Linked DNA regions of Mus musculus: region 2 is linked to region 1. The links are chromatin contacts, called in public Micro-C maps. All regions are on one chromosome and are shown on one strand. The core of a region is the stretch at or near the end of the contact, and the rest is flanking DNA. Distances in the headings are between cores, read along the strand shown.

Region 1 (6,407 bases), core at 1,337-3,836:
GACTCTCCTAGGAAGATTTTTTTTTTTTTTTTTTTTTTTAGAACGCTGTTTTGTCTAAGGAAGCATTTTTCTTGGAACTGACCCCTGGAAGACAAGCTTTAGCTGTACTCAGGTAGGAATAAGCAGGTGTTTTGTCAAATGTGGGTTTCCTACCGGTGCCTCATTGGCCAGACACAAAAACCTCAGAGGGAGGGGCCAACCTGGAGATTAGCAGAGAAATCAGTAAGTGTATGCTCAGCTAGCAGGGCTCACTCAGGAAGTCCAGAACTCCACCCACTAGCGGGGCATGGTTTAGGCACAGAACATAGAGGAGTCTGAGTGTGCAGAGCCTCTGCCCTTGGCCGAAATACAAGAGGATCCCAGGAGGACTCCATCTTAGAGCAGTGGTCCTGGCCCGTAGGTATTTTGCACCATGATTATATTTTGTGTTTTGTTTTATTTCAAAGAGGGCTGTTAGAACCTTAGCCACAAGAGCTTGAACATTGTTTCCAAGGTCCCTCTATTTCCTCTTACTCAAAGCCTTGGTTCATGAGCCCCAGAGGACCTCCAGTGTTACTGAAAACAGCTAACGCCCTATTTGCCTTCCCAGCATGAAATGACTGCACAATAACCCACCTGGCCATTGGCATTTTAAGAATTAAGTCTGTCAAAGCAGTAATCCAAAGTAAAACTCAGCTTCCTCCGACTGCCTTGTGTGTCCAAACGGTGCTACTCAGCAAGTACAACCTAGAGATGGCTGTGAACTGGCTTTATTTCCAGAACTACCCGTGTTTCTCTTGGGTGTGGGCACCCAGAGTATTTTGTAAGCCTGCCACAGAGCCCAACCCATGTCCCTAAACTCCACAGTCACCACCCATCAGGGAAATTCTTCCACATGCACCCCACACACACACTGCTCCCCAATCCAAGTTCCATCAAAATGCTCATAGGATTCTAAAATTTCCCAAAACATCGTGGATTCCATTAAGATATTAATATATCCCCCTTTTCACCCTGGGGATATATATTTGTTACATATCATCCATATAGAAATATATAATATGGTTTTTTTTTTCTTTAACTGGAAACTGAAACAGACTTGAGTCTTGAGTGCCCAGGCTGGGAATTCCCACTCTGAAATGTGGCCAACCGAGTGTCATGAATCCCAGGTTTACTGAGGAGGAGTTTCAGCTTGCTCTTGTTCAGGCTTAGTAAGGAAAGCTCCATACCCAAATGAACAAGCTGCTTGGGGGTGGTCGGCTTTGTTTTGCTTTGGAAATGGGTCTTGTGTAAGCTAGCCTTGACTTAGCTAAGAAGCTGAAGACAACCTTGAACGCCTGAACAGTACAAGTATGCCTTAGCACACAGGGCAGAGTCAGTCTTTCTTTCTCTCTTCTTACCATGCAAAGTCTCTACAAGGCTCCAACCCAGGAGATTTCAGAGATTAACTGCCAGGCTAGGTCCCTACTTTTCATGTAGCTTAGTGGTACGATGTCTGCTCCGGGTACAAAAGACCCTGGATTCAAGCCTCACAGCTGCCCAAAACAAGTAAGATATTGCCTGCACTGCAGAAGAACCCGCCCATCAGCCTTTTCTGGAGCAGTACCTCTCGCTGGGGACCAGGGTGGGAGAAGGAAGCTATCCACAGCTCCACGAAAAAGTGAAGGGCCATAGTCAGAGCTGTTTCCCCCTCCATGTCCATCCAACAGCCTCCAACGCTGTCTTGGCTCTCTATTACTTTTAAACAAACCCCAGTGTTGTTGTTTTCTCAGACATGTTTCCCATGTAACTGAAAACACATTAAATATTTGATTTCTCCCCTTACTACGATGAGAGCTAGCAGGTCCATAAATAATCCATTGACCTGGTTCATTTTTTCTGGACAAAAAAAAATGATCATAAAAATACATACACACCCTTCAAATTCTTGAGCACTCTTAACTAAAAAGAATAATTCAATATGCAACACACACACAAACGCGAAAAAAAAAAAATCTCGGGCCACCAACCAGCCTTTTAGAAACACCCCCGCCTCCAGCAACTGTTGGTTACACACTTTAGTATAGCACAGCCCACTGGTACTTCCATAAATTCTGAATGGCCTGTGAGCTGTCTGAGTCGGCTCGCGCTCCGCAGTGAGACCATTCGAGCGCACAGAGAGAGGCTTGACCCTCTTAAGTGTCTCTCAAAGGTTTCTCTGGTTATTTGGGCATTTGTGTCTGCCAGCGTCTTTGCATAAAGCCACCTACCAGCCCTTGTCTCAAAAGTAAAGCCCAAGCACGGAATCACGGCTGGAAACTACAGCAACTTTTGCCAAAAAGCGAGGCTGCGCTGGGCCAGCTCTGGGTCTCCAGGGTTTCCATCGGGTCCCTCGAAAGGACCCTGCGCGGTGCAGACAAAGGCACCCGAAATCCAGGCAGTCAAGCGCGGGGACCGAGGGCTTCTAGAAAGAAGCGTGGGTTAGAGACAAAAAAGAAAAGAAAAAAAAGAGAGAAAAAAAGAATAAGAAGAAAGGGAAAGCGACCCACCTGCGGGAGGCGCGGCGGCGGGTCCCGGGCTGCGGAGGCGGCTCGACCCTCGCGCCCTCGAGGCACCGGCGCGGCCGCTGGAGTGGCGCCGCCCGCCGCGCTATTTGTACTTGCGGCCCCTCACATGGTCTGATCTCTAGATAGCCGCCGCCAAAGAGCTCCGCAAGAATTTTTGCGTCACTTTGAGACCGAAGAACTTTGTTTCTCTGCTACCGCAGCTGGAGGGGGGGGGGGGAGGGGCGGGGTCCACGCTCCCTGTCCGGTGGGAGGGCGGCAGAGCCCCCCACTCATTCCTGCACATACAGCAGCCAGGGCGCAGGGCCGGGCAGGGCAGGGCAGGGCGAAGGATCTGACTCTTCTGCTTTTGGACTAGTGTGGCTGGAGGATGCTGTACAAAACGAGGTTCACTTCTGCCCTTACCAAATCTGCCCTAAATTACGTTAAGGTCCTGCTCCGTGTCACTCCCTAAGAGCATTCTTTCTTGACCACAGCCGATTGCGGACCGTCTTTCCAAGGACTCCTGACTTTGTCTGGGTTCTCTAGGTGGAATGCGAGCTTAGTCGGGAACCTCCCCATCCCGATAGCAGCCTACAATAAGCACCCCCGGGAGGATCTGAGAGTGCTACTTAGCCACAGGAGGAAAATTTTGCAGAGAACATCGGTGTTGGTCCGCGGACCCGCCTGTGCCTGTGGGGTTGGGCACTGGACAAACTACCAGCCTTTCAAGCCGCTCAGTATTTCGACAGGAGCACTGTTTTCAAGTCTATATAGATTGTTTTGTTCACACACACACACACACACGCACACGCACACGCACACACACACACAGCTTAAAAATGAATTTAATGTTATCACATTCTTTTTTTCACCAAAATTACGGGAGCTTTTTTTTTTTTTTTTTTAAAGAGCAGATATGTTACTTATTTTGGACTGTGTCTGAGGCAGAGAAGTCAGGACCCGGGCCGGCCAGCCTGTCTCTTCTCATCCGGCCAAGCGAGTGAGGGAGAGCTAGAAAAGAGGTAGTAATGGCGAGTTCGGTGTCTGCGAGAAAGCCCCGGCGCCCCTTTGTTCCAGAGGGGCTCGAGCCCAGACATCAGAAGCCGCAGCTGGGCTGCGCTGGCACCAGGAAGGGCTGGTTGGTTCACTGTCCGCAGGTGTGGGCGGTTCCCGGCCGCAGGGATCACCAGTACGAGGCTTTGGTGCCACCTAGGCTCCAGGGCCGGGAATGCAAGGAGCGGCCCTAGCGATGTGGGGGAGCGGACTGGCTGGGGGAGCTGACCTTAGGCAGGCCTGGCCATTCCATGACCCGGAGAACCCCAGGGTCCCAGGGTCCTCACTGGGCCCCTCCCTTTCAATGAACACACGTGTCTGCTGTCTCCCTTCCGTGCCTGTAACTCCTGTGCAGACACAAGGCTGCCCAAGAACAAGTTTGTTCTGAGGAGGGGTCCAGGCAGACAGAGGAGCAGGGCGGACTTGAGCATCAGCTAAGACTCCCGTCTCCAATCTGACCGTCCCCATGCGGATTCAGTCTTACCGGCTCACTGCCGACCTTCCCAGGGCCTTGCTCCTCCTGCCCGGTTGCCTCCCCTTACTTAGTAGTACTGCCACATTGTGAGCGCTGAGTATTGGTGACATTTCTCTGAACAGGATGAGATAGATAGAGGCTCAAACCCTCTGCTTGTGGGTTGGACGAGACTCTTAACCACAGTGTCCTAGGCCTTGTCTTGGAGAATGATAGCACTGGTCCGGTCAGACTGGTGTGTGTGGGTGTGGAGAGGCTCTCGGCAGATGCTTCACTTCAGCTGAGACTAGCCTCAGGTGGTCTCATCTCTTATTCCCTGCTGAGGACTGTTAACAGCTGCCCAAACCATGCCCACACCTCATTCCCCACAGCCCCCTGGCCAGAGTGCATACTTAGCCTCCCTCCAACTATTTTTTTTTCCTCTTGCCCTGGAGGCAATTCTGGAGGAGCAACTTAGCCCAGTCTGTCCCACAGTCCCTTCAGCAGACCTGGTCCCTCTGCCTGCAGAGCTGTTTGGCAATGCCGCCCTGCCTTCCCACACATCCTGCCTTCCTTCCCGTTTCTGACACTTGGTAGGGACACAGGGAGGAAATGCAAGACAGACACCCACAAAGGCGTTGCACTGGGCTAGGGAACGCTGCTACAGAGCCGGCAGAAGGGCTGAGGAGACTTGGATGGAGGGGAGGTTTGCCAGGCATTCTTCACTCGCTAGCTCCATCCCAGAGACACGGAAGCCCAGCTGCCACACGCGGCCAGCCTCCACGGCAACAGACACACATTAAATGCACACACACATGCCGCCACCACCATCACCACGAAGACTAGCTGGATTCCCAAAACCCAACGACGGCCAGGACAAAGCCTTGTGAATGCCAGCAGCTCCCTCCGGAAGCTCTCGGTGCCATCTGTCTGTCTGCCTGTGTTCTGTTTACACCGTGACAGAAGAGGAAGCTCTCCCTTCCTTGTGGGCTTCTTCTTAGGCCCAGGAAATGGCTACCACACCCCTCCCTCTCAGGGAATCTCTTGTTTCGGATGTCCACCACAGTAGGCCTGGAATCTCCCCAGCAACCACCTGAGGCTGACCTAGCTAATCAAGATAGAGCGGAAAGAAGGGGTGCCAGAGAAGGCTCAGTTGATGTTAGTGGGCTGACCACGTTAGGGTGTAGGAGAGAGATGAAGGAGGACTGGGCACAGCTCTGGAAATGACAGGAAACGTGTAGGTGGACTTTGTCTTGGTCACTTTTTTCTGGTTTCTTCTCAGCCACTTCTCGTGAGCCCTACCTTTGAGAAGCAGCCCCATCCAAGTACCACACCTCCCTGGACCCCACCCCCACCCCCGGCCTCCTTTGCCGGTGCCTCAGCAGTCTGCCCTCTCACTGGCGTGCCCATCATCTTAACTCCTCTCAGAGCTTACCCAAGGGAGTGGTCCTTCCCCTGCAGCCCATGAGGCTGCACCACGCCCTCACAGGAGGGCCAACGGTGATAATGCTAGACCTCTACAGAGCATCTGCCTGGCACCTGAACAATGTGCTTCTACCACCGGGCCTCATGAGCAACTTGGAAATGTTGAAATAAAATACTTGTCGCTTTAGTGATGTGAGCGGCACTTGCTGTGCATGCTTAATGACTGCTTGGGCTTTTCTAAAAGGAGGGAGGGTGTGAGCCGTTGATGTGGAAACTAGCAAGGGCGTTTATAGATAGGAGTCAGGGGGATGCGACCTTCAGGTTTTCAAGGAACATCTGCTTGTGTAGTCCAGGCTGGTCTTGACTTTGAAAACTTACTGCCAGACTGAGGTAGCCTTCCTAGTGCTGGAATTATACAAGCATCAGGCTTTGAACCAGTTTGCTTGTTTGTTTGGTGTGGTTTTTTTTTTTTTTTTTTTTTTTTTTGGTTTGCTTTTTGTATGTGTTGGTGGGGGGGAACGGAGACATTGTGTGTGGGGGTGAATTGGAGGCCAGAGGTTGATCTTGGTGTCTTTCTCAGTTGCTCTAAAGAGGTTTTTGAGACAGAATCTCTCGACTATTTGGCTAACTGGTACTTCTTCCTAGCACTGGAATTAGAAGCATATGTGTCTTCACGAGGCTTCTCTCTCTCTCTCTCTCTCTCTCTCTCTCTCTCTCTCTCTCTCTTTCTCTCTGTCTGTGTCTGTCTCTCTCTCTTCATTCGTTTAAATACTCTGGGGATTGAACTCTGGATCCTCACGCTTGTTCAGCAAGCACTTTGCTGACTGAGCCATCTCTCCATCTCTGCATCTCCCCATCTCTCCATCTCTGCATCTCCCCATCTCTTCATCTCTGGGCCAAGGTTCTTTGTTTTTATACCCGGCCTACTAGATCCCCTCCCCTATCTGTAAGCAACCTTAGGGTCATATCCTGGT
Region 2 (6,407 bases), core at 2,758-5,257, 220 kb before region 1:
ATAGACAGTTGGGAACCACTTGGTGGGTACTGAGAATCGAACCCAGGACCTTGGTAAAAAAGAGTCATAGTTCTTAACTGGCTGAGCCCAAAAGTTGGTATCTCTTGTTTCTCTAGTCCTATATCCAATCAGTCTTATAATCCTTAACATCTGTCTCTTCCTTTAACACTACAAAAATCCCAGCTCAGACCTTAACAATAGCTTAACTGGTTCTACTCATGACCTCTGTCTTTCCTAAAATCCTTCTGGCCCAAAGCCCCTATATCAATTTTCTTAAAACACTACTGTGATCACATTGCTCAAAACTTGTGAGAACTTTCTATTGCCTTTTCATTAATCCCAAATACCTGGCTCAGCAATTCCTGCACAGCCCTAGCTACCTCTCACTTTTATCTCTCACTGTCCAAATAAATCCTCAAACTGGTCTATTTAATTCCTTCATTTAATGCAGTGTACTTTTCTGGCTTTAAGTGTTGCAGCACATAGCTCTTCTTTACCTAGGATACCTTGCTCTTCCTATCTTCAGTCTTGACCTATATATAGAAACTCAAACTTCAAAGGCTAGTTTGAGAGACACCTACTGTGATATACATCTTCATCACCATCACTTCAATATTACCTTCAAAGGTTAGACACATTTTCATTTGAATTACAACTCCAATCGCTTACTTACTGAGTGACACAGTACACATTCCTTAAATATTCCTTGTCTCAGTTTCTTCATCTATAAGACAGGGATAAAAGCAACTTTCCAACTTTCCTTTGGCACATTGTAAGGAATAACTGAGTTAAATCATGAATGTAAAGTATTTAGCATGATGCCTGGAACGGATGAGAATCCAAGAGAAATAAATTGTTGGTATTCTAATTACTACTGCTATTAGTGAACTTATATTAATCTGAACCCAGACAATACTTATGACCATTATAAACTGGTTCATGTGTACATTACTCTTATTGCCCTCACTGCCTCTATGGTGTCTATATTTGTCTTCTACCAACCCTGCTACCCAAATTACATCTTCTGATAGACAGATTAATATCTTATATGACTCAGTATCTGTGATGGTCACTCATATCTAGTAGGTAATTGTATTAGGTTGTTTTTCTTGATCCTTGACCAAACACCTAACAATAAGCTGTTTAAGAGAGGAAGCACTGGCTTTGGTTCAGAGTTCACAGATACAGTCCATCAGGGAAGGGAAGGCATGGGAGGAGAAATTTGCTAACAAGTGGGCAGATGAGGAAACAGAGAGAGGGAGTGCTGGGCTCTGCTGGACTTTCCCTTTTTCTTCAGTCCAGTACCCACCCCATGGGACAACAGTGCCACAGTTAGGATGGGTCCTCCCTCCTCAGTTAAACCTCTCTGGAAATATTTTTCACAGTAAAATTGACATTGAAGATTAACTACTACAGTGATCAAGTTATTTATGCTTAATTTAAAAATGCTGAAGAGCTGATAGTACTAATATGTCCATCATTAAAAGAGTAAATCTTCAGCTTCACAAACTTCAGTTGTTCTTTAAAGAAAAAAAAGTCAACTACCTTTTGCACTCTTCCTCACTTTTAAAACCAAGCAAGCAACCAACCAACCAACCTATTCATATAGTAAGAGATAAAACGGCAAAATACATGCATGTCAGACACTGTAGCACAAGGACCACAAGACAACTGAGCTGAGCACAGGTCTGGATGGAATCAAATAGGAAGACAATTTAAAGGGAAAGAGAAGCGGCCTGTCAGCCACACTAACAATGCTGATTGTTACTCACACAGCAGTGCCAGGATTTCTCTACACACAGGGCCAAGTATAAACAACTGCAATCATCAGACCAGGGCATATAGAACTATCTGTCATTTAGCTTAATAACTGAGTTTACTACTCAATATTTACTATAGTAAATACTACAGTATTTACATGACCAATCTTAATTGCCTACCTATGCCAAAATGACTATTAACATTCCTCAAGATTCTAAAGTATTCCAAGTTTTGACTAATAAAGCCATGTCAAATAAATATGGCTTTACCAAATATTATTCATTTACTTCAAGACAACTGATATAACAATAGCTTAATAAATGCTACTGTAACATAAAAGGTTTTCAGCAATGCCCAGGGGAAATAGTTTTACAATACTGAGTTCTACTTCAGTATGTTATCTACTAACCCTTGATTGCTTTCACAGCCAAAACTAGGCCTGGTAACCACAAAAATCAAAGGATTTACTATTGGAGTGAGTTACTATGGTCTGAAGATTTTCTATCAATTCTGAAAAATCTACCATAAAGTGGAAAAAATCCACTCATGAAAATGCTACATATTTCTACCCCTCTCATATTTGCCTAGAGCAAACCCTAAAGTGTTTCATCAGTTCTGAAGTACAATTATTCTCAAATCACAGAATCATAAAGCTTTAGAAAGTCCAGCAAGCCCCCCCCCCCATGCAAGGATTCTTTATATCACCTGTCTGGCCAAAGCTCCCCTGGCTTCTGCTTGATACAATGTGTGCTATTTTGCAAAACAGTGCACTTGATTTTTACAAACGTCTTCCCTAAACTAATGGAAATGTGCCTCTTTAAACTTCTACCCACAGATTTCAGTTTTGTATCCTGTACCATCACAAGGTGAATAGAGTAATTTCTTGAATTAGGGTAGTCATACAAAAACACACAAGAAAACTCACAAAGGAAGAAACTACCACAATATGCAACAAAATTTTGAAATTCAGGAAACTATATTGAAATCACAAGGCAACATGCTTTCAAGATATCAAACTCCTATCTCAGTTAACAAATATTAATGACCCAACTTTCTTTCATACAGTGGAAAGTCATGGTGTTCACTGAATGCCTCTTTGCAACTTGACACTACTAAATCTAATGTTAAAACTACAATTCTATATGAAATAGTTCTTCAATTGCTCATATTTTCATCTAGATGCCTGTTTTTTTTTTAAGACCCATTTTACCACACTGGTGCAATGCTAACACATGCTAGCAGGTATTCACAAATATGAAGCCCGAGACTAGAGCTATAAAGGAGTCATGGTGGAGGTGAAGGCATAGAAAAGCCCAGCAGAAAAAAAAATGCTAATTGATGAGTGTTTTCCTTCTGGAAACATGCTTTAGCGACACAGCATTTGAAGTCATGAACCATCCAAGCACAACCCATGAGCAAGAACGATCATGAGCAATGAGTGGAAGGCATAAATGTCTATAAGATGGAAATGAATTGGCACTGGTTATCAAGCAGCACCAGAAGCTTTGGGTTCTCACTGAGAAAGGTAGAAGTCCAAGAAGCAGAGATCACTGCCATCTTTTAAGGGTGGGAAGAAACCAGGGAGTAACTACCACCGAGCAGTCCAATGAAGCCTAAACTGTACGGAGCACAAGAGAGATGCCAGGGACTAGAGAAAGGCACACACAGGGCGAGACGGAAGAAGGATGCGCAGTGCACTGACTGGGTCCCTGAAACGGTGTGCGTAAAGGATATGGGTGTGGGTCGGGGGTAACCTAGGAGCCCACCCTTCCTCTCCCTGCAACAGAGCAACAGAGGGTAAAAGAAGGGGGGAGGGTGAAAAGCAAGAATGACTCATAGCCGAAAGGAAGTGCTCAAGCCATGGGAAGCATGCTACGGGAGATTTCTGAGCCAGCGCTGTGAGGGACTGGGTGCTCCGGGTGATGGAGGTTGGGGAAAAAACAAACAAACAAACAAACAAACAAACAAAAAACCCCAACGTCTGGCAGTCGCTGCTGCTCGCCGGTAAGATGAGGGTGTGGGGGGTTCGCAGCAGCCTGAGTGCCAAGGCCTGGGAAGAGGCGCGGCGCGTGCGCAGTGGCGTTCGGCGGGACCCGCTGAGGCAAAGCGGAGCCGCAGTGACAGAAGCTGGGAGCTGCCGCCTGGAGGGACTCACCGAGGCGCAAGGGCTGGAGGTGGTGCTGGGGGTAGGCGACCGCTGGACCGTGACCAAAGCCATCTAGGTGCTGCTGGGTTGTTCCGGGCAGGGCATTCTCGTCCTGAGTGTGGGGGGCGGGAGGGTGACGGAGCCGGGATGGGGGACGATGGGTGAGGCGTAGGGACGAGGGAAACGGAGAGGGAGATGAAGCCGCGGGAACGGCCTCGGGCTCCGCACCCACCACCGGACTCTCTCGCCTACTGACGCGCCGAACGGGCGGCGGGCGGGCAGGCGGGCGGTTCGGCAGCTGCGGGGCACAATGAGCGCTCCCAGTGCGCAGGCGCCACCTGTCAGCAACCGCCTCTCCCCTCGGCGCGCGCCGCCGCGGCGGCGTAACCCTTAAGTTGCCGGAAGCGGGCGGGCAGGCTGCGTGCGCCGCGCCTCGGGCCGCCGTCCCCTCCCGGGTCAGCTCTCGAGCCCTACTGCTGCCCCTGCGGCTCTGTCTGTCCCCGCTGCGCGGCGTGGGGCGAGCTGGCCAAGGAGCCCTGGAAGGCAGCCAGCCAACCGAGGGTCCTGATCTGGGGGTGGGGGTCGGTGGGAGAGCCGCTAATCCTCACTCCAGAAAGACAACCATTTTATGAGTGGGGCGCGCAACCTTAGAGAAAAACTGAGGCGAAAATCCTGAGGCGAACACGTTTTCTAGTGGAAAAGGGCTCCGCAGGTGCTATAGACGCTTTCTCTGGGCTAGACCCGGGAGACCAGCCCTCCTGCTTGGACCTGGCCCTCAAGAGGGCTCCGTCTTAATGAGCTTCCCCACCCTCCTCATCATAAAGGGCCTCAGGGTTAACGACCAGACTTTTCCTAAGAAAGATTTTTCCCCCCGGTGGTAAACACTGGAAACTTCGTAGTAGCCTCAGGCTTCCTTCCTCTACAACCTGCCTAAAGTCAGTCACTGTACCTGAGATGCTGAGGGAAGGGGCGGGCACAGAGAGCTGGACCCTGAGTTGGAAAGCTCCAACCTGCTATTTTTTTTTTAAAACCTCTCAATTGCTTCCTACTGTGAAGATCTCCACTAAACAAAGATCTTTTGATCATTGAGCTTTTTTTCTTTCCCCCATAAATTTGACTATTTCATAAATGCAAGTGAAAATGTAGAATTAAAATATTTTAAAGGAAGACATTTCTAAATGGTAAACTGCCAACATCAACCAAGCATGTAATGGAAAAATCAAGACTAAAAAGAAAAGGAAAAGTCACGCAGTGCAACCCGTTGATATATTTACACAGAGATAGTTGAGGGGATGAACTGGTAAATACCACCATCCATATCAAAGCTGTAGAAAACACTCACTTATGGACTCCAGTTTCTAAAGCCCACCTCTTTCTGTTTGTCACTCAAACAATCTTGGATCTCATTGCTCCTTTTAAACTGATAGGGCTGTCATAAGCTCTTTCTGGTTGCTGTGTGGTTAAGTGACACAAGAACCCTCTATGCTGAGTCTTTGTTCTCTCCCTGGGGCCCTGTGGTTGAAGTAATTAGCAGGGAGGTTCCATCAAGAGTCACTGAGGGTCCCTGTACTGTGCCAGTCCTCTGTAGAGTGTAGTGCAGAAAAACCAGTTGGTAGGCTTTTGCCCCCTGGTGGTGATCAAGACTGCCTATGAGATGAGAATTGAAGAACTGTGGTTCACAGATGAGAAACAACGTTATCCCCAGAGCTCCAGAGTGAACAGGAAAGAGAAGGCAAGGTTCAGAAGTAAGAACTTTGAACCAAGACTTAAGAGACTAAACAAAAAACTATGTAGAGAGCCAAGATGAGAGCTAAATGTCCCCAAATAAATGTATTTATAAACCGAAAGAGAAGTATTGTCCAAATCAGTAATTCTCAGTATGTTGATTTTCCTACTGATATGTGGTTGACAACTTGGGTTTTCTTCTATATAGTGGCATACTCTAAAGAAATTCATCTGGAAAAGGAGACATTTAAGTCCATTAACCTTACAATGAGACCAAGCACTGCTGTGAGTCAGACCTAGCTTCTAGTTCCAGCTGTGTAAAACCTTATGCAAATGAGTTGAACTTTTTGAGCTGTAGTTCCTTATTCTCTATGATGAAACCCTAACTTACAGGACTTTCATAATCAAATGAGATAATGTATACAAATTAAAAGGTCCTACATGCAGTCAAGATAATTTTCTATTCTCTGAAGTGTATTCTGAGTTCATAAAGGCCTTGTTGAATGTATATTATGTACAGGAAATATCTTCAAGCAAAAGAAAAAAATGAGACATGGTCCATGCTTTTTCTAAACTGTAGGTTAATGGTCAAGATATATATCATCTGTAGTTAAGTATAGAACATTTTTGTTCAGCATGTCTAAGGTGATGAAATTGGGTTATAAAGTACTCAACTTGTACAGTTTGTATCAAGAAGTTGATTTATTATCATATAAAAGAAATGTATCTCAGTGGTATATTAGAAACTGATACTTGAAAATTATTGCTGCATATT

The links. Hi-C and Micro-C count contacts between places; a contact is called where the count stands out from the background.
Region 2: a Micro-C map of embryonic stem cells shows a contact between it and region 1, with 2.2 times the contacts expected there. The contact joins the promoter of Ssh2 here to the promoter of Slc6a4 in region 1. A contact is called at or near these places in 8 of 39 promoter capture datasets (the 3T3-L1 cell line, the SN4741 cell line, cranial neural crest and 4 more), 14 of 484 Hi-C or Micro-C datasets (the AML12 cell line, the G1E-ER4 cell line, the N1E-115 cell line and 7 more) and 4 of 115 datasets of contacts at active chromatin or transcription factors (bone marrow-derived dendritic cells, bone marrow-derived macrophages, memory CD8 T cells and 1 more).

The regions. Positions count from the first base shown.
Region 1 is chr11:76,994,776-77,001,182 of GRCm38.p6, reverse strand. Slc6a4 (solute carrier family 6 (neurotransmitter transporter, serotonin), member 4) reads right to left here and starts at 2,586. Exons shown (of 14, transcript NM_010484.2): 1 at 2,508-2,586. RefSeq lists cis regulatory regions at 2,680-2,687, 2,881-3,114, 2,664-3,114, 3,592-4,531, 4,609-4,630 and promoters at 2,536-2,880, 2,536-3,114, 2,536-4,741.
Region 2 is chr11:77,214,025-77,220,431 of GRCm38.p6, reverse strand. Ssh2 (slingshot protein phosphatase 2) reads right to left here and starts at 4,007. Exons shown (of 15, transcript NM_177710.4): 1 at 3,917-4,007. The coding sequence starts at 3,979. It also overlaps a transcript of Efcab5 not described here.